Regions from separate parts of the Mus musculus genome. Here regions 1, 2, 3, 4, 5 and 6 are each linked to region 7. The links are chromatin contacts, called in public Hi-C and HiChIP or PLAC-seq maps. All regions are on one chromosome and are shown on one strand. Each heading gives the region's core, a stretch centred on a gene start, on an enhancer-like site or on the middle of the called end of the contact. The rest is flanking DNA. Distances are from core to core; before and after follow the strand shown.

Region 1 (2,700 bases), core at 84-2,583, 310 kb before region 7:
CTGATTTACTAAGGAACAAAAGTTGCTATAGAATTGCTGGCTCCCAGCAGCAAAGAACTTCATACACTGGCCACTAAAATCAACCCGAGTATCATGAGGCCCCTGGACCTTTCCCCCTTTGTTAATAAGTAGCTACCGGGCCTTCATCTCCACAGCACTTAGAAACATCACAGAGAGAGATGAGTCTGAAGAACTTGTGAACGAGCGAGCAAGGGGATTCCGAACAAACTGAGGAAGCTGGATTTGAAGGTGCTCAGGGTTCACTCTGCCCAGCACACCGGCGTCCCTGCCATGCTGCTCACCTACCTCTCTCTCTGTCTCTGCTCTCCAAGTTCAGTGAGAGATAATGAACACTCCTGGAATTGGCATCTTCCTAACAAGCTGCCCTGAGTCTTCTTGCTGGTCTCAAGTTAAGTTGTATTTTAATGGCTCACTGTGAGGGCCCAGGTTTGTTGGGGACAGTGTTAGCTTGGAAGACAGCGAGACTATATCCCCTTGGTAGCTTTTGGTAGACTATAGAAGGTTATTGCCTAGGGAGAGCATTTTGTTTTGGTCTTCCTAGACTGCCTGTTTCCCATGTACCTGTGGAATACTCACATGTGCATGTGTGTGAACTGTCCATGTTTCCCATGTTCCTGTGATGTAGTCACATGTGCATGTGTGTGTGCCCCCCGTTTTCCCTGTACCTGTGGAGTGGTCACATGAGCATGTGTGTGGCGTGTGCCCTTGCCCATGTTGGCGTGTGTGGAGGCTAGGGGTGGTCACTAGCTGTCTTCCTCTCCCTCCACTGATGTTTTGAGAAGCATATGTGCTCCCCGAACCTAGAGCTGATTCCACTGCCCAGCCAGCCCCAGGGACGCTCCCATCTCTGCCCCCCAGCAGGTATCCATGCTTGCCCAGCAAAACTTCACTGACCCATTCATCCTCCTGATATAGAATTTACGGCTTAGCACTGAAATCTGGTGCATGAGGACACCCACTGCCATGGTCTGGCGACATCTGGGTACTTTAATGACCTAAAGGGGTTAAAACCTAAGGGCGTTTTCAGTTGGACCCTAAAGCCTGAGGGCCCTTGTGAATCAAGCGCTACACACGGACTATATCTTGTAACCACGAGGGGGCACCAATGCCCTCCTGAAGCTGTCTCTGTGACTAGGTCTCTGAGGGCAAGCTGTGAATCCAGCTAGAAAAATTCATTGCTTCCAGAAGGAAGGATGGGAGAGGTCTCCTATGTTGACATCAAAACAGCTTTGGGAGTTCTGGAGTTCACACAGAAGAGCTATCCTCTCAGCCGCAAACAAAGGAAGCTTTGCCTACCTTGCCTGGGCCCTGTGGCCATTACACAACTTCCTGGAGTAGCTCCATGAAGGAAGTTTCTAGAACTAGGCTCAGCACCCGCTGTGCCACAGGCTGTCCCTCTTTCTGTCTGACTCGAGGATCACCTGCCAAACTGTCTCGGGCAGAGGTCGAGGATTTCCGATGGGAACTTCAGCTGCAGGTTTTTTCTGGTTCTACTGTAATAGATTGCTAGAGTCTAGAAAGCCTAAGCAACTTCGGCTTCTTACTTGATTGTCTTTCTGGTTCAAGCATGATGTTGCCTCACTGGCGTTGAAGCTGCAGGGGACAGTCCACAGTCTTTATTCTCCAGCTGCTCGAAGCCATCTCTTCTCCTGGACCCACGACCTCCCCCTTCAGCGTTAGAGCTAATTTCATCTGTGACCATTCTTCCCTGGTCAAAACTTTCCAGATAGCAGTTAGGGGAAGGTCTCCCTGTGGGAACCCACATGATTAGCTTGGACCAACTTAATCATCCAGGATATCACCTCCATCTCAAAATGTATAGCTTGGATATCATTCACACCGCCCTCTCTGCCTCGTAAGGTGATGTGTGCATTAGGAAGCTGGCCTCTTTAAAGGGTCATTTCCCCCGTCTATTGTATTAGTAAATAGTTTTCAAATGTCTTTTCCCATATTCTTGTCATTATCCATCAGTGGTGGAGAGAGCTGTGGTCAAGGGCAGACCTGCTTGGAAAGCCAGTTGGGGAGTTTTTCCCAAGCTTTTAGCACCCAGCACTCCTCGTGTTTCTATCGAAAACTCGTTATGACCAAAAGGAACACTAGCTTTACTGCCGTCAAAAACACCTTGGCTGGGCACATGGGGCTGTGGTGGCCTGCAGCAGACCTTGTCTCTGCCTGCCCAGCTGGAAGCAGAGGGGGGACAAAGGTCACAGCTCACGCTTTATAGGTCTCCCTTCTTTTTGAGTGTGATGTGAGAGGCCAGCCCCACAGAGTCAGCTCCCTTCATCAGCTGGACACTTTGAACTCGGTATGGGGAGGGTTTGCAGAGAACTCCGTATGGGGAGGGTTTGCAGAGAACTCGGTATGGGGAGGGTTTGCAGAGAACTCTGTATGGGGAGGGTTTGCAGAGAACTCGGTATGGGGAGGGTTTGCAGAATCAGCCCTGTTGCCTTCCTCCTGGCGGGTGAAAGTTTCCCAGTGAGGACAGAGGAGTTACAATGTATCAGAGTCAAAGAAAGCCAAAGGGGCCCCTGGGGCTGTGGGGTGTCTCCTTCCGGCTGCTTCAGCTGAGAGCCTCAACAGAGCTCCATCTTCTTTTCCAACCACAGTGTCCTTTGGTCTTCTTACCTGCTTCTGATACTTATTCTCTTATTGTCACTGTGGTTCTTTCTTTCTTTCTTT
Region 2 (2,700 bases), core at 90-2,589, 280 kb after region 7:
TGGAGTTACAGGTGGCTGTGCACCACCTAAAATAGGTGCTGAGAACCAAACCTGGGTCCTCAGTAAGAGCAGCAAGGGCTCTTAGCTACAGAGCCAGCTCTCTAGCTCAGAGTACTTCTAGAAACACATTATAGATGACACTGTTTACGTCATCTATAACATTTTGACATAAAAGTAGACCATTTTTGATCTTATGAGCAGTTCTGAAATGACTTTCACTCTTGTCAGTTATAATTATTTATTTCCTCAGACCAAGTCCTTAAAAGTGAGATTATTTTAGGTCGAATTATATATTTCAAATCTTAAAAAATTCAGATATCCCATTTTCTCTAGCCTTTGAGAACAGTAAAAAAAAAAATGTGTGGATAAGATCAGTGCCTCAACCTACACATAAGCTATTACATTATTTCCTAATTTTTTTCAGGAGCAAAAGGTCCTTCATTGAAGGTCAACCACCTTTCTCATGAGAAAAATGTTCATTTGTTCTAAAGAGGGTTGTGGTGAGGATGGGGCTTCTCAAATTAGGTCTGCCTTCCTTTCTCTCTCTCTCTCTCTCTCTCTCTCTCTCTCTCTCTCTCTCTCTCTCTCTCTCTCTCTCTCTTTCTTCCCCTAAACAGAAAGAAAAAAATTTTTGATGATGTCAAGGGGTGCTAAGCTGAAAGAGTTCAAAGTGCCAAGGGTATTTAGCGGTCTCCCTGCCCCTGCATTCCCAAGCCATGCAATACAAGGAATAGTCTGAGAGCTGGCCGTGCACTTAATCCCACAGGAGCGGCCTTGGCAAGCTCCTCGGGATCGTTCTTGTAATCCTCAGAAGCTCACGGATTCCAGGAAGCCTCCATGCCTTTTGCAACCCAGGCTTGCCTCCCATGAATCTTCCTGACTCAGAGTTTGCAGCATTTGCTAATTTTCATAGAGCGTCACACAAATCCTCTACCACTGTCTACCCCTCAATCATAAAAGTGCCACTCGGATTTACAGCCCCCCCAAAGTCAACAGAGCCTCCCCTTGCAGGCACAGGGGAGAAGGATCTGGAACCACTTGATGGAGTGCACCTCATAACAGCAGGATAACAGCGTGCCACGTTGGTTGCCACAGCTCATCTGGGTTGAGGCTGCCTGGTCAGTGCTTGGATATCTTTGAAACAGAATCACATTCTTCAGGAGGTGGCGACTGTAACACAATAAACAGCAGCTGTTCCCAGGGCTTGGAAATAATACCTCAACATTCGCATAGTGTTTGGTGCCAAGAGTTAGGTCCCGTTATGGTTAAGGCCAACATAGAACTTCTAGGCAAATAAATACATGAGTAACAATGTCCTGTTAGGACTGGAGGGATGACTCGGAGCTTTAGAGCAACTGTTGTTCTTTCAAAGGATGTGAGTCGCCTCCCAATACTTGCATTGGTCGGTTTATAACTGCCCATAACTCCACTGGCATCTGACGCCCTCTTCTGGCCACAAGGGCACCTGCACACACATGCAGCACACACAGACACATAAATTAAAAGTAAATATAAAGGACTGGAGACATGACTCAATGGTTTAAAGCATTAGCAGTTCTTCCAGAGAACTCCAGTTCAATTCCCAGCACCCACCATCTAGAACTTCGTTTTCATTTCAGGGGAGCTGAGCCCCCTCTTCTGGTCTCCCCAGACAATGTACACACATGGTGCATACACACACATTCACACAAAATATTGAAATTAAATGTACATTGCTCCCATCAATTTCTTTACAGTCTTAATTTGTACATATTACCCAGGAATCTCACACACATGGAATTTTCCATTCTTTCCAATCTTTCTAACGAGCACTCCATCTCAGCATAGTCCTAAAAGCTTTCTAAAGACCCTTTTAAAGTAAAAGGCCAGAGCCTGTCTTGTTTATAAGACACCAGGATTCCAAGCTTCCAGAAAGCCCATATAAGTAACCCCAGAAATAGGTAGTGCATTTAATAGAAATCTGAGCTCATCAATTTTACATGATCCTCACACACTGAGTGTGGAATGCTGATGAGGATTTGATGTTGACAGGAGATTCATTTGCAAACACAAGTGGCTGGAGAGATGATTAAATCGGTGAATAGTTTGTCAATATCTATTTCATGTTAGCTCTCACTATCAAGACCAGTAGCTGTGGCTTTGATGACAATAATAAATAATAATTAGGATATGGCGCTGTTCTGGTTGCAAGCATACAACACTTTTTGTTATGGACCTAAAAAGATGTATATTAAGTTATATGTGTACTCCCAACCCTGACAGGCCAGCCTTAACGAACGTTTGAGGGAGTCATGAAATCCATATTGTCTTATGGTCCTTGGTGTGCAGAGATGGCTTCTGTCTTCTAGGATAAAGAGTACAGAAAGCTCGTGTTGTGCACACCTAGGTGACAGGGACAAGATGGGGTAGCTTTAGATCAAATACAACTGCTGGATGTCTGGCTTATTCCTCAATGAGGACTGGCACCAAGCCTGGGAGACAGTGCAGGAAGTCAAGTGTCCGCCTTGACAGCGTGAGGACCCAAGTTCAAGGACCCACGCTTAAAAAGGTGTGTGTGGTGGTGCATGCTTGTAATGCCAGCTCTGGGGAGGCGGTGACAGTTGGGTCCCTGGGGTTTGATGACCAGTTAGGGTGAGATTCTATCTCACAAAACGAGGTGGATGTACCTGAGAAGTGACCACAACCTTCTTGTTGACAAGC
Region 3 (2,700 bases), core at 170-2,669, 390 kb after region 7:
GTTGTTCACTTGAGCAAAGTTAGCTGTGTATAGACTAGGATGCTGCCATGACTGTATGTAGCCTAGGATAGCTCTGTATGTAGCCTAGGATAGCTCTGTATGTAGCCTAGGATAGCTCTGTATGTAGCCTAAGGAAAACAGTAAGCTTAAGTATTATGATACTTTTTGTGTGTGACTTTTTTTTTTGTAACTTGAGGTTCTCAGTGTGAACTTTGTAGATGACAAAATCGCACTGTAGCAATATCAAAACCTTGGGCCTGCCTGCAGGGATTCTGATACATTGATGAGACCTCAAACCAGCAGTCCCTTCCCCCTGCATCAAGGAGAACATGAACCATTAGCCTGGCTCTGTGGACCCATGACCCTTTGCTGACCTCTGTATGTCTCCAGGCTGTCCTTGAACTAGCCTAGCTCAGGCTTCTCCATGACTTTGTTGTTCCCTTGGGCAAAGTAGCTCCAAGCTCTCTCATTACGTTATCTGTGCATCCCCTCCACCCCCAACGTGGAACTATGTGCTTTTTCCAGGTTTTTTGGATTGGTGCAAACTTGGGAAACAAATTCATTCCCTAGATAATCTACACGCAACCTCAAAGGAAATTTCAAAACCTGTCTGTCCCCACTTCCTTCTCATCGCAGGGCAAGCACATCACTAGCATAGATCACATAGTTACACACTGGCCTTGCCTTCCACATGTAAGCAACCTCGGTGCTCCCAGTATTACCTCAGTATAGCCAAAAATGCAGAGAGGAAAAAAAATCAACAAAACAAAAGGAATGAATTCCCCAGGTAAAATAGAGCTCACGAGCCACGTGAAACCATATCCCTAATCCCTCATGACCAGGGATTTTAATAAGACACATCCAACTACCAACGAGTTCAAATCCTCCAAGAGAGCAAAAGATGCTGAGCTCTGCCCAAGGCAACATCCAGTAGCCCTATTCCAGGCCACGGGGATTCGGCCACCGTGGGGCTGTAAGGCCAACCTCGTGTCCTTGTAGGAAACCCCAGAAAGCAAGACTCTGTGGATTGGTGGCACAGTGCTCTGAAGGTCAGGAAGGCCATGGGCCTCACCGTCCTGAACATTCTCCATTGGGTCTGTGAGTCAGAGGAGAGTCCCAGTAGGAGGAGCACTGAGAATGTCCACAGGTCCCATGGCCATGAAGAAGCCGCCAAGGGAGCTTGCTTTGTGTTACACGGTCAGGTAGAGTCCACCTCCTTTTCCAGAGCAATCTAAGCGTAGGCTCTGTGTTCCACAGGGCATACAGCTCCATGAGCCTCTCTCTCCCCATCTCTCGTGAGATGCCTGAAGAGCAGACAACAGCAAATTTTGGAGCTTCACTGGTGACAGAGAGAGAGGCTGTGGGCAGGCTAGGCCTCAGCACACAATACACAAGTCAGTCTTCAGTGCTCCCCAACCTTCCTAACGCTGAGACACTTAATAGACTTCCTCATGCTGTGGTGACCCCAACCGTAAAATTGTGTGTGTTGCTACTTCATAACTGTAATTTTGCTATTGTTCTATATTGAAATGTAGATACCTGTGTTTTTGTATGGTCTTAGGTGATCCTGTGATAAGGTCCTTTGAAACCGTCCCCCGAAAGGCATCATGACCCACAGGTTGAGAACCACTGGCTTAGGAGCATATCTTCTTTCAGGAACATTTAAACTTCTTGAAGCTTTCACCCTTACCCCCAACAAAACATTTTGTTAACAGTCAGCTTCCTCTTTCTGACTCACGATAGAAATCTTAAGGCACGCACACAGGCAAATTTGAAGAAGCTGAAAGTCTACACTCCCATTGTCTGAAAGAAGGAGCAATAAAGACTGTCTTCTATGTCCTTCCTGACTCTACAAAAACCCTGTTTACAATAAGCTTGTATTATTTATACAGCCTTCAAGGGGAAGCTCTCTGTGTTAATGTTTTTATGGTAGTTTTTCTCATCACTGGAGAATTTGGGCTTTTGTTTTAAACAATGTTTGTAGGCTATATATAGTGCATCTGGTATTAAAAGCGATGTACCTTGCTCACGTCTTAGCCAATAATCTCTTTCTTGTTTTATGATGAGAAAACCAGAGTCTATAATCACCCAAGTCATTCGTGAGCAAAGCGAGGGGCCAGCTCCCAGGACTGGGCTTCACCACTGAGCTATAGCAGCCCACTAGACAGCTGGAGCATCTAGGGTGTGACAAAAACACAATGGCCTTCATGTATCACAGACACAAAGCCTCAGGTACCCCAGGCTAGCCTAAAACTCCTTATATAGCTGGAGGCTCACCTTGCACCTCTGAATCCCCTGCCTGCACCCTGAGTGCTGTGATTACAGGCTTTGCACCACCACATCTGGTTTATCCAGTGCTGGAGAGGGAACCCAGGTCTTTCTGTATGGGCTTAAGCACTCTCCCACTGAGATATGTTGCTAGCCCAAGAAGACTTCTGAATAAACAGAAATTATATGAACTACCAGTGGGAGGAAATGCTCCTGATTTGGAGAGTGGTAGTGATAGACAATTAAAATTATTTAAAGAAAACCATGGTAAAAATATATTTCTCAGACGGGCAGTTGGTGATACACGCCTTTAATCCCAGCACTTGGGAGGCAGAGGCAGGTAGATTTCTGAGTTCAATGTCAGCCTGGTCTACAGAGTGAGTTCCAGGACAGCCAGGGCTATACAGAGAAACCCTGTCTTGAAAAACCACT
Region 4 (2,700 bases), core at 110-2,609, 410 kb after region 7:
CTGTTAAGAAAGAAAGTTCTATCAATGAAGGGATTCCCTTCCATCTCCTTGCCTTCAATCCTTCCCACACAGCCACTTTCCCACACTCTATCAGAGTCTCTCCTGTCTCAGGATCCCTAGTAAAAGCCCATACACTGTGTAGCCTTTGGAAGATGGCATCTTTCTTCCAATAGAACACTTCTGAGATGTAACCTTACCATTGCAAAAACTGGCCCCCATCCTTTTGTTGCTGAGCAACACTTCAATAAAAAAAAAAAAAAGATATGCCTAGTGCTTTGTCCAATCACATATTGTTAGAAACTGGGATTCTCTAGCTTGTGAGAACTAGGAAAAATGTGTATCCTTAGAAAGGGAGAATTAATGAAGGAATTCTTAAGGTATTTTGAAAAATTAAAGGATTTTTTTACTTGATTCACTTATTTTATTTTGTATCTGTATGCTCAAATCTGCTTTCTTAACATAATGAAATTTATCTCTTGTCTTGTATCATATATACCTGTGTAATATGCAATTATTTTGAGATAATAATACTGATACTATCATCATAAATAAAGCTGTAGGGTCTAGAGGCATGGATCAGTGGCTAGAATACATTGTATTTTAAAGCACTTAATTAGCATTTTGGCCAGGTATGATTTTAATTTGGAGCTAAGTCCTCTTCTTCTATAACATCTCTGTTCATACTTATATCTGCCCTCTACTCCCCTGAGCATAGGTCTTGTCCAATGGAAGCGATTCCCCTTCTTCCACAGGACCTGCCTGTATACCACGCTCAGTGGCACTGAGTGAATTACGGCCATAAGATTCATGTTGCCTCCTCTCCATGGTAGAACCAAGCTGGAGCCTGTGATCCCCAAGTGACAGTGTGCTTTCACCGAAGCAAATTAGTAGGTGACCACATAACCCTACACAGTCAGAAGCACCCTTGAATTCCCCTGGTACCCGGAGTCTCCACATTATCCCTACAAGATGCTGCTGTGACGAGATCAAATATGACAGACACAAACCGTGAGAAGACAAACTACTGTCACCCCCAACCATTCAAAACTGAGACTTTGACTTCCTGGACCCTGGGCGGGCAAGCTCTGGGCTTTTGGGCTCACTATGCTCCCAAGGACTTCTCTCTGTCTTTGCAATCACAGACTGCCGTTGGGGGAGGGATGAGAACAAGCCATTTAGGGTTTAGCAACAACTTCACACCATCGAGAGTGGAAAGAGTGTGGTGCAAAATCTGCTGTGAAGTAAAAGTCTCTGTCTCCTGTGGTGACTTTCTGGGAAACTCTGTCCACATGGCACAGGCCTGCTCAGCAGGGGAATGAGTCTTGGAAACCCCAGGAGCAGTCCAGGCCCTAACAGGAATTGGCCGGTCTGGCCAGACCTCCAAGGACTTGCCCACAATCCCTGAGTCAGGCCAGCATTTCTGTTTTTGCTCCACCCTCAATGTCAGCTGAAGAGCTTTTGGGTTCTGAAGCCAAAACCCTCACCTTTCCCACAGACGAGGCTTGCAATATGTTCATGCAATTGCACCGGGCATGTAGGGAACCCTGACAGCAGCCCACAGCCAGTGGTCAGTTTAAAATGTCAACAAGAAAGGCAAAAATGTTCACCCTAAGCATAGCAAAAGCCACTGGGGTTCTCAGAGGGCAAGCTGAACCCCTTCTAAGAAACCCACAGAGACATCCACTGAGCAATATGGGGTGCTGGCTTCTCTCACAAAGGTCACACAAACTCAGCAGCTTCGGGATCCAGCCTCACCTCAGGGGATCATCCCTGCAGAGGAGGGAGTAGAGGCCATATTTACACTGGATCACCAGTGCGGTTGTAAAAACTCAGCATCAGACAGTGGGTTGGCAGCAAATGGCTTTTCCCCCCATTAGCAGTTTGTGGACTGGGGCAGATCTCCAAATACTTTGTGGCTGTGCCACTGAGCAAGGACTGGGTTGTACCTTGGTTGCTTAACACCAACACTGACATGCCCCCGTTGTCTTCTTATGGAAGGGAAAGCATGACGTTACTTTGGGGTAGATGAGCTGGCTTCTTTCTTAGGATGAATTATTTAGCTTTAACAGACTAAACCGAAATTCTGCTGCCCTGAGAGGTGCCTGGGGACTGGTGTGTCTTCCTTTATTAGAGCTTTAACCCAAGCTAGCAGAGCATCTGACACGGTAGCCTTCAACGAACCCCAACAGCAGTTATCAAGTCCATGGGTTTGCCTCAACTAGAGCATTCCAGTAGTGGCTTCTACAGCAGTGAAATGTGACCTCTGTGGTCAGCTTTCCTATTGTTGGAAGATATACAGGATGAGCAGCCAAGGAGCCACTTTGACTCCTGCCTGCCTGGGCCAACAACTGTGCCAACAAACCATGTTGTCATTAACTTGGACCCTTGAGAGTTATGTTTCAGCATTCTGAGGGAAGGATGTCAGACACTTACAGATGGGGACAGGGGCTTCCTGTGATCTGATGCTGCACATGCAGAAAGTCTGTGATCACCCAGGCTCTCATAAAGCTCTGTCTTAGGTAGGGTTTTACTGCTGTGAAGAGACACCATGACCAAAGCAAGTCTTATAAAGGACAACATTTAATTGGGGCTCGCTTGCAAGTTCAGAGGTTCAGTACATGATCACTAAAGCAGGAGAATGGCAGCATCCATGCAGGCGTGGTACAGGAGGAGCTGAGAGTTCTACATCTTCATCTGAAG
Region 5 (2,700 bases), core at 16-2,515, 360 kb after region 7:
ACATATGTGCCTGTTGCACAGGCCTGAGACTAACTTAAAAGTATGGGAATTAAGACACACACTCACACACACTCACATACACACATACACACTCATACACACACACACACACACACAATCTGTTGTGCAGAGGTCATCAGTGCTCAGAGCTGAAGATAAGCAGCCCATTGGAAGCATCTTCCTTCTCACTGCAGCCATTTTCAAGGAGTCCATGTTGCCCTATGTGCTGACTTCCGTCCCTAGGTTCAACTAGGGTGCCTCTCTAAAGCTCCGCCCTTTCCCATTTGTGCATGCTTTGTTTTGTCAGCAGAACTTGGAGTGTAACCAAGGAAGAGCTCTGGTCTATTGACCTGAGAGGGAGGGGATGAAGATCAGGTGGGCTATCTTCTCAGTCTCAGCTCCTTCCAGCCACAGAATGCCATGCACGCGGAGAGGATGGCTGTGTCCCACGGTGTGTGGTGAGGACCCAGAGCTCTTCCAGACAGCAGAGAGAACGGGTGCCTTCCTCCACACAGAGATGATACAGGGTCACTCCTGTGAACAGAGATCTCTTAGAACATCACAGGCCCCCTTTCCAAGGGCCAGCCTCTTAGATTTAATCTACGAGAACAGAATGTGGCCAGCTGCCTTCAAACGTTAGACCAACAATGGATATGCATTAACTTTGAGTGTGTCCCCCACAAGGCCTGGTGACCCCAGCATAAGGAATGTCGATGACATCGAGTCTCTTTCCTAGGTCAATCATCATGGACGCAACTGCAGTTGGAACCACTGGTCCCAACAGGTGTCACAGTGAGGGCTTTTACAACAGGGAGGCAAAGACAGACTTGTGAAGGCCAAACAGCACAGCTACCACCCCCATAGTGTGCTCTATAATGTGGGCAGGAACCTCTCTCCTTGAACACAGAAGATATCTTCTCACAAATTTAAGTCACACCTTTTCTTCTAATTTTTAAGTTACATATTCTTCCCATTAAAAAAAATAGCCGACATGGACAGGCAGCTGCTCATGAATGCATAACACAAACGTTTCCCTTTTTGTCTTTGATCATTCCACCCTCTGAGAAGATACTCATGGTTGAAATCTCCCACGAAGCCAGTCCTGTCCTTCTTCTTGCTATCAAAAGCAACCACTCTGGCCTTCAAGGAATCACAGATATTTAAGATTTCGCAAGCTCTGTATTTTCAAAGTTTGGAAATTCTAGCTCTGTACAGAAGACTATTTCGAAAGGCTCCAAATAAATGGCCATGAGTCAAATGCTCTGTGAAAGGGATGAAGAAAGCCCATCTAAGCAGGCCTAGCTGCCAGTTTAAGGTGGAGCTGGAGACAGTCAATGCGTGACTCCCATTCTTTTGTTTCTCATTGCATCTCTGTTCTATCCTCATGAACACCATTGATAACCTTGGCTCCTACTCTGGAAGGAGCTTAGTCATTGAGACACACGGCTCTGATATTGACCTGCCTTAGTAGAACAAGGGTAGAAACACATCCAAATGATACTACCATCAAAGAATTGTGTCTAAGTCAGCAAGTGGAGCCAGGGGAGGGCTCACTTGGTAAAGTGTTTACACAGGCCTGAGAACCTGAGTTTGAATCGCCAGCCTGTCTTGGCTTTTGCACAGGGGGCTGTCTCAGGAAGAGACAGATGGATCCAAGAACCTCCCTAGCCAGCTGTCCTAGGCAAACTGTTGAGCTATAAGCTCGTGTGGAGAAAGATTGAGAAAGACACTCAACATTGACTTCTTTCATTCCTAACATGCACTAGGACACACACACACACACACACACACACACACACACACACACACTCACTAAACCACGTACACATGCTAAATTATACACTATACACACAAACACACACACACTTAACCACATACACATACTAAATTATACACTATACACACACACACACACACACACACACACACATACAAATACAAATACACACACACTAACCCATGAAATACAGTACATTGTTTACAGACTATGCAGAGAAACTGCAACCCTTCATCTTATGCAGAGCCTTGTCTGACCCAAATGCAGAGGTTCTCAGATGGCCGGAAGAATGGCTCTGTCCCCTCCAGCAACTGCTCAAAGGTCTATAAAGATGCTGGCAAAACTCCAGAGCTGGCTTGTAGATTACAAATCTCAGTAGACCTTCCATTTAGGACTAGAGAGGAACAAAACAGGGCCTGGGGTGTGTCACATGCTAGAATCCTGACCTGGCATGCATGAGTCTTGAGCTCCATCCGGAGCAGCTCATGATTCAGGCGTCATGGTGCAAACCTATAATCCTAGCCCTTGGGAAGAGCAGGCAGGAGGTTAATTCAAGATCGTCCCCAGCTACGGAAAGAGTTTGAGGCCAGCCTAGGATACACAAGACCCTGTCTTGAAGGAATTTGAAAGTGATTTATTTTCCAGACTTAAAGCAAGGGTTATTTACCTCTCTCTTTGATAATTTTGCTACTTGCCTTCCCATTTCTCTCTCTCTCTCTCTCTCTCTCTCTCTCTCTCTCTCTCTCTCTCTCTCTCTCTCTCTCTCTCTCTCTCTTTCACCAATCTAACAGGAACACCTTTATTTCACATTGTCTTTCTAACTACCCACATGAGCATAAGTGAGAAACTATACTTTCCAGGAAAATGAAACACTCAGATATTTGCTCACAGCTGCCCATCCTCCAAACCCTTCCACTCCTCCC
Region 6 (2,700 bases), core at 144-2,643, 330 kb before region 7:
GGCAGGGTCAAAGTTCAAGATCATCCTGTGTTATATTGTATGCTCTGGGCCAGCCTGGGCTACATGAGACTTCGCCTCAAACAAAACAAAAACAAAACAAAACAAAACAAAACACCCAACCAATTTAAATTATGTTGAGATATTATCTGTCTATGAAAAAAATTCAAATCTTTTATTGTGAAAGGATGTTGAATGTTATCAAGTGCCTTGTCTGTACCTACTGAGATGAACACATTTTGTTTCAAAAAAAAGATTTATTTATTTTTTAATCATCTGTATATATGTTATTCTTGCAGGGGTTTGTGCATGTGAGTGCAGGTGCCATTTGAAGCCAGAAGAGGGCGTTGGATCCTCAGAACTGGAGGAAGTTGTGAGCTACCTGATGTGGGTGCAGTACACACTCTTAATTCCAGAACCATTTCTCCAGCCTGCATGTGATTTTTAAAGTCATACATTCTGTTGTTTTGACGCATTGCGCCTATAGATTTGCATGTGTTGAGCCACCACTGCAACCTCCAACCTCCAACTTGATAGCCGTGGATGATCTTTTTGATATGCTGTTGTATTCAAACCCTTGGTGTTTTGTTAATAATGTTTGCATCTATACTCATCAGCAATATTGGTCTAGAGTTGGTGTGTCCTTTGATAAGGGGGAAATGCTGGCCTCACAGTTTGGGGTGGGAGGTCCTCTCTCTATCAATTCAGTGGAATAGTTTTGAAAACTTCTCTGAAAGAAGTTTTTGACGGGTGATAGTGGGGGACTCCTGGCCCAGTTAATTCTATAACTTCCTTTTTTCCCATCCCGAATTTTCTTCCCCCACCTTCAACCCCCAACGCCCTAACCACGATATTGAGACCCAAGCACTGGACATGAGTAAGGAAATCTGAGTCCGAGGGATGCACAGATTCTTAGGGTCTTCAGGGGCTGGAGAAGGAGAGGTATCCGTCTGGTTCTCCTCCCCTCCCCCCACCACCTCAACAAGCACGCCAGGCTATTGTCCCTTCCATCTTTAGGTTCCTGGAACTCACAGAAATGGGAGGGCAGCCATTCCTCCCTTTGGGGTTAATACCTTTTCTGTGGAACCTGAGGCAGGGATGGGATGGGTCTATTCCACTCAGCATCAGAGTCGCCTTCATGGTGAAGTGAGGTAAGGTGGGAATCCAATACTGAAGTATGTGACCGTGATTTAAATGGCTCTGAAACTTGAAGCTGTTCCAGAAAACGCTAAAGTGGCCAGTAAAATCAGTCTTTTCATTAAAATCCACAAAAGCCGCAGAAAGGCTGTCATTGGCTAGCTTCCCAGGCCACCCAAAGTGGCTAGGAGGTGGGGAAGACAAACCCCGCCCAAGCCCTAAGAGGGGAGAACTGGCTCTGAGAATTTCTGGTCAACCCTTGAGACCGCAGGGAACCAGCCCATCTCTTCCAAAGACTTCAAGAGGCAAGCTGAGTTCTTTAGCCCCACACCCTGGCCTGCACAGAAGGATTGGGGTCCGGGCGCGAATTTAGGAGAAACAGGAACTCTTGAGGAAGAACCCAAAGACCTTAAGACAGGGAAAAGGGACATAGAGTCTTGGGGCCCTCTAGATTTTGCATCAAGCGAAACCTTCGCTTCTAGAACCGCGAGTGGGGTGTCCTCCCGGAGGGGGCACGTCAGCCCCTGCCCCTCACCCTGAGCAGCGTCGAGGAAGGGTGTTTTACCATGGCTGAGGCCACGGAGCCCAAGGAGGTCGCTCCAGGTTCCCAGGGGCAACCCGAAGGTGCGACAATCGAGGGACCAGGAGAGCCAGGAGCTGCGGACCTGGAGGGGCGGGAAGCGAGCGAGGAAGCTGCAGAGGCACCTAGGGACCTGGGGGCGGGCGTAGAGGCCAGGGCCTCGGGGAAGGAGGAAGGAGGCTGTGGGCAGGACGAGGGAACTGGGGGAGCGCAGGCGCAGGACCCGCGCACCGGCCCTGAGGCCGAGACGCCGGGCGCCAGCGGAGCTCCAGGTGAAGCGGAGGCTGCGGAGCGCGACCCCGAGGGCGCGATCCCGCAGGGAGCGGAGGAGGCGCCAAGCGCCCAGCAGGTGCAGGGGATGAGCTCTGGGTTAGACTCTCAGGGTGAGGCCCCCGAGGTCCCTGGGGACTCTCGCCGGGAGCCCGAGGACCCCACGGCCTCAGAGGCAGGGGAAGAGGCAGAATCTGGTCAGGAAGCGCAGGGAGGCGGCGCGCTAGGGTTGCAGATCAACCCAGAAGTCCAGGGACTTGCAGGGGACAACATGGACACAGAGGCACCCGCAGGAGGGCCACTTGGGTCGGAGAGTGAGCCCCAGGGTGGAGGGGAAAGCAGCCCTCAGCCCCAGGATGAGGCGATTGAGATTGTAACCACAGAGATCGGAGGGAACGAGTCCGGGGAGCTGGCGGGCGCTTCGGCCGCAGACGCCGCGGGGGAAGGGGAGACCCTGGGGAAAGACGGGTCCGAGGAAGCAGCTTCCGAGGATGCGAGAGTAGATGCTCATGAGAATGGGGACCAGGGCAAGCTCCAGGAGGAGACCGGGGAGGAAGAAGCGAGGCCAGAACCCGAGTTGAAGGGACCCTGCGAGGGGGCCATCCAAGAGAAGCCCCCCGACGGCAGCCTTGATGGAGAGGAGGCCAAATCCACCGAACACGAGGAGGAATCCCAGGCAGAGCTCAGCAACCACTTAGCTGAGGAGCCCAGCGTCC
Region 7 (2,700 bases), core at 128-2,627:
TTTTCTTTACTTAAGCTCAGTCCTCATCCTGAAAGACCCACCAAGCCCACATGGGCACTATGGCTGAACTCCAGCATTGTAAGTTCCATAAGGCCGCTGTAAAAAATGCAGGAAGGTTCAGGGACCTACGTGGTGCCAACCCATAAGTCTGTAATCTAGTAATTTCTGCTGTGACAGTGCGTGGACTTAGGAAATGGCTTCATAGTTCTTTCTGAGAGAGACTGTGTACCACAACTTGCTGGCTTTCTGTCTTGAGCAATGCCGGCTGCCTCTTTCAATTGAGGCTGAAAGAAAAACCACAGCACAACACAGCATCTTCTGATGGCTTTTCCCAGAACGAGTCTGCCCAAATCCTGCCCTCTGTGGACTTGCCACTTTGGCCCTGAAATCTCCGCACTGATCCAAGGTATACCTGTGAGCTGCCTCTCGGAGACCACTCTGCTGGCACCGGCTCTTCCGGCCAGCTAAGTACTGAGCCTGCTAAACCCAGGGGCAAGCCAAACTCAGAACCAGGGCCAGACAGCTTGCTGCCATCAGAGTAAGTGCAAGCGAATCATTCAGAGCAAGGCACAGCCAGATAAAACCCAAAGAGTGTCCTCCGCGCCAGCCTTCTAATCTCTGGGACTTTAACTGAGAGCGGCTCAGAGCACTTGACACAACTTTCACCCAGCGACCAAATATTTCAACAGCCTAAGCATTTATTAAAACATCCCCGCAGCACGGCGTCTGACAAATAATAATCTCGTGGTCTCAGAGTCAACAGCCTCTGTTTGAATTCCTCCCCCCACAAGCAGGCAGGGACTTCAGGCAGGCACCGGAGGGTCCACGGGCTGCCATCTTAGTCTGCGCAAAGCTGAGCAAAATCAGATATAAAAAAGACCAGCGTACTCACCTCTCATGAAGCACTGTGGATATGAAGGAAATGACTCAAAAATGCTGTCTGAAGCCATCGTTTCCTTTCGAAAACGCACCTCTCCTGAAGGCGGGGGATTCTATAATTTCTTTCACCTTCAGAGCAAAAACCAAGAAATGTCACTTACTCTGACCTCACCTCCCACCATGGCTCCCCACGTCTCTTTCTACCCCCAACCCTAACACTTCTGGTACTCCATGGGTCCTATGGGGTGGGGGTGGGGGAAAGAATTATTGCAGAAACAAATATTCAAATTGTTAAAGATTAAAAAAAGGAAAAAAAAAAGACGAAAGCACCGCCTATGCTGTGGGTTGAACTGCTCACCGCTCTGCGAAAGCCTGTGGTTTGCATTCAGTGTGATTCGTCCTGCCTGCTGACCACTGTGCTGGGCTTACACTTCTGACACTGCCAGGCTACCCAACTTGTGGTTCTGTGGTTGTTTATGAGGTCCAAAGAAGTTTTCACACAACCCAAATTACAAATTTAACTGTTCCCCTTTCCACAGCCCACCGCCATTGGCTCTTGCCAATCACGTGACTTAAGTGATGTCAATTTTTTTTTTTTAAACTTTCTGAGCTATGCCCTTCCTGCCCTCCACCTGCCCTCCCCCAGGCTGTGTAAGGAAACAGTTGAGCAGAGCTTAGCAGAGAGGGGCTGTAAGAGAAAAAAAAGCACAACAAACAAGCAAACAGAAATCCCCTGCCTCAGTCTTTTCTTGCTCTCTCTGTCCTGTGCGGATTTGGTGGCTTTCAGATCCTGTTGTTATTTGTGGTTTGAGGAACAACTGATTATTTAGATAAAGATTGCCTTGCTGTTTATTCAACAGCAATTCAACGTTGGCACCAACTTGCTGCTGAGCCCGGATGCGGCTCTCATCACTTAAATGCTGGGCACCAGCTCGGGAGAGCTGGGTTCTTGGTGAAAGCAAGTGAGACAGAAAAGTTAGAAAAGAAGACCAAGAGCCCTTTTCCGTGAGTGGCTGATCCTGGGAGGGCTAGGCTGGCAACCTACTGACATCTCAAAGCTTGGGAACAGTATGACACGTTTTAATTGTGGGATGAAAAGACCACTTTGATCAAAACCCAAATGATGTTGTCCTTGGCTTTCCCCTTGGCGGATAGGCTTAGCATGGACATCTCTTGGTAAGTAGAGGAAACAGTGGCGTTCTCTTCACACTGGCACCAGTTCCCACGCTCGCTTGCATTAGGAAGTTTTGTGGAGAGCAAAGGAGGAGAATTTCCTCACTCAGCAGAGCTGTGGCCTGTGGGCAGCTATCTGTTCATTGTTTGTACCAATAAAGCCTACTGGTAGCCTTTCCGAGCTCCACTCAAAGAAATGGGCCAAGTCACCCTGCTAGGGATAATTACTCTTTGAATCCATGAAGAGTAACTTGTGACTACCCAAGATCCTGCCTCCTCCTGGCCAGCCCCCGGAGGGGGATATTACACAGCCCTTCAGCCTCCAGAAGTCACATGGTCAGGGGACAGACAATAAAGACAAGATGATTCTGTGGGTGTGAGCTCTTCTGTTCACCTCCACCTATTGACCTCTTCGTTCTATCTGTTTTACTTGCTGAGAAGTGAAGCCTTAGTCTTCCTGGGATCCCCAGGCAGGGCCTGGCCTTCCTTTCCTTACTTGGGTCTTCCTTTTCCTCTGTTCAGTTTCCCTCCATTTCGAGGTGATGCCCGATGAGAGGCTGGGCCTTGAGCAGCGTAGCTCCAAGTGCCAGCCCTGGGTCCCAAATTCCAGGCATGCAAGGTACTTCTCTAAGTCTGAGCCCCAGAGGG

The links. A called contact is a pair of places that touch in the nucleus more often than the background predicts. HiChIP or PLAC-seq counts read pairs in DNA pulled down with a chosen protein or histone mark.
Region 1: a contact with region 7 is called in a Hi-C map of the Ba/F3 cell line, with 4 times the contacts expected there. The contact joins the enhancer-like site here to the promoter of Runx1 in region 7. A contact is called at or near these places in 1 of 39 promoter capture datasets (embryonic stem cells) and 4 of 484 Hi-C or Micro-C datasets (the Ba/F3 cell line, the C2C12 cell line, muscle stem cells and 1 more).
Region 2: a contact with region 7 is called in a Hi-C map of the C2C12 cell line, with 8 times the contacts expected there. The contact joins the enhancer-like site here to the promoter of Runx1 in region 7. A contact is called at or near these places in 6 of 39 promoter capture datasets (the 3T3-L1 cell line, the C10 cell line, embryonic stem cells and 2 more), 2 of 15 datasets of contacts at CTCF or cohesin (large pre-B cells and pro-B cells), 12 of 484 Hi-C or Micro-C datasets (the C10 cell line, the C2C12 cell line, adipose-derived mesenchymal stem cells and 5 more), 4 of 115 datasets of contacts at active chromatin or transcription factors (the SCID.adh cell line, Th17 cells, microglia and 1 more) and 2 of 9 other capture datasets (embryonic stem cells and macrophages).
Region 3: a contact with region 7 is called in a Hi-C map of the HPC-7 cell line, with 4 times the contacts expected there. The contact joins the enhancer-like site here to the promoter of Runx1 in region 7. A contact is called at or near these places in 3 of 39 promoter capture datasets (the HPC-7 cell line, cranial neural crest and pre-B cells), 3 of 484 Hi-C or Micro-C datasets (the G1E-ER4 cell line and the HPC-7 cell line), 2 of 115 datasets of contacts at active chromatin or transcription factors (acute myeloid leukemia and large pre-B cells) and 2 of 9 other capture datasets (adipose tissue and liver).
Region 4: a contact with region 7 is called in a Hi-C map of the C2C12 cell line, with 4 times the contacts expected there. The contact joins the enhancer-like site here to the promoter of Runx1 in region 7. A contact is called at or near these places in 3 of 39 promoter capture datasets (the C10 cell line, cranial neural crest and embryonic stem cells), 3 of 484 Hi-C or Micro-C datasets (the C2C12 cell line, bone marrow-derived macrophages and natural killer cells), 1 of 115 datasets of contacts at active chromatin or transcription factors (large pre-B cells) and 1 of 9 other capture datasets (liver).
Region 5: a contact with region 7 is called in a Hi-C map of the 63-12 cell line, with 4 times the contacts expected there. The contact joins the enhancer-like site here to the promoter of Runx1 in region 7. A contact is called at or near these places in 6 of 39 promoter capture datasets (the 3T3-L1 cell line, the C10 cell line, the HPC-7 cell line and 3 more), 2 of 15 datasets of contacts at CTCF or cohesin (large pre-B cells and pro-B cells), 12 of 484 Hi-C or Micro-C datasets (the 63-12 cell line, the Ba/F3 cell line, the C10 cell line and 6 more), 9 of 115 datasets of contacts at active chromatin or transcription factors (the 230-238 cell line, Th17 cells, acute myeloid leukemia and 5 more) and 2 of 9 other capture datasets (adipose tissue and macrophages).
Region 6: a contact with region 7 is called in an HNF4G HiChIP or PLAC-seq map of pancreatic cancer cells. The contact joins the promoter of Clic6 here to the promoter of Runx1 in region 7. A contact is called at or near these places in 1 of 115 datasets of contacts at active chromatin or transcription factors (pancreatic cancer cells) and 2 of 9 other capture datasets (embryonic stem cells and pancreatic islet).

Annotation. Positions count from the first base shown.
Region 1 is chr16:92,518,903-92,521,602 of GRCm38.p6, forward strand. All of the region lies in intron 1 of Clic6 (chloride intracellular channel 6), which reads left to right. Among named protein-coding and RNA genes, the nearest start is that of Clic6, 22 kb to the left of the region's middle. Within about 2 kb of position 1,334, at least 16 of the 459 cell types and tissues checked have an H3K27ac peak or open chromatin away from gene starts, as enhancers often do. A contact at or near this core is called in the Ba/F3 cell line, where this site is marked.
Region 2 is chr16:93,106,197-93,108,896 of GRCm38.p6, forward strand. No RefSeq gene overlaps it. Among named protein-coding and RNA genes, the nearest start is that of Gm30474, 24 kb to the right of the region's middle. Within about 2 kb of position 1,340, at least 38 of the 459 cell types and tissues checked have an H3K27ac peak or open chromatin away from gene starts, as enhancers often do. A contact at or near this core is called in the C2C12 cell line, embryonic fibroblasts, muscle stem cells and 1 more, where this site is marked.
Region 3 is chr16:93,214,117-93,216,816 of GRCm38.p6, forward strand. No RefSeq gene overlaps it. Among named protein-coding and RNA genes, the nearest start is that of Gm30530, 22 kb to the left of the region's middle. Within about 2 kb of position 1,420, at least 28 of the 459 cell types and tissues checked have an H3K27ac peak or open chromatin away from gene starts, as enhancers often do. A contact at or near this core is called in the G1E-ER4 cell line, the HPC-7 cell line and acute myeloid leukemia, where this site is marked.
Region 4 is chr16:93,237,137-93,239,836 of GRCm38.p6, forward strand. No RefSeq gene overlaps it. Among named protein-coding and RNA genes, the nearest start is that of Gm30588, 24 kb to the right of the region's middle. Within about 2 kb of position 1,360, at least 20 of the 459 cell types and tissues checked have an H3K27ac peak or open chromatin away from gene starts, as enhancers often do. A contact at or near this core is called in the C2C12 cell line, where this site is marked.
Region 5 is chr16:93,188,391-93,191,090 of GRCm38.p6, forward strand. Gm30530 (a long non-coding RNA gene) reads right to left here. Exons shown (of 3, transcript XR_385063.1): 2 at 351-534. Among named protein-coding and RNA genes, the nearest start is that of Gm30530, 4.1 kb to the right of the region's middle. Within about 2 kb of position 1,266, at least 25 of the 459 cell types and tissues checked have an H3K27ac peak or open chromatin away from gene starts, as enhancers often do. A contact at or near this core is called in the 63-12 cell line, acute myeloid leukemia and adipose tissue, where this site is marked.
Region 6 is chr16:92,496,754-92,499,453 of GRCm38.p6, forward strand. It overlaps Clic6 (chloride intracellular channel 6), which reads left to right and starts at 1,394. Exons shown (of 6, transcript NM_172469.3): 1 at 1,394-2,700. The coding sequence starts at 1,701. 2410124H12Rik (RIKEN cDNA 2410124H12 gene) reads left to right here. Exons shown (of 3, transcript NR_165041.1): 3 at 297-617.
Region 7 is chr16:92,824,697-92,827,396 of GRCm38.p6, forward strand. Runx1 (runt related transcription factor 1) reads right to left here and starts at 1,378. Exons shown (of 8, transcript NM_001111021.2): 1 at 1,238-1,378; 2 at 893-1,008. The coding sequence starts at 950.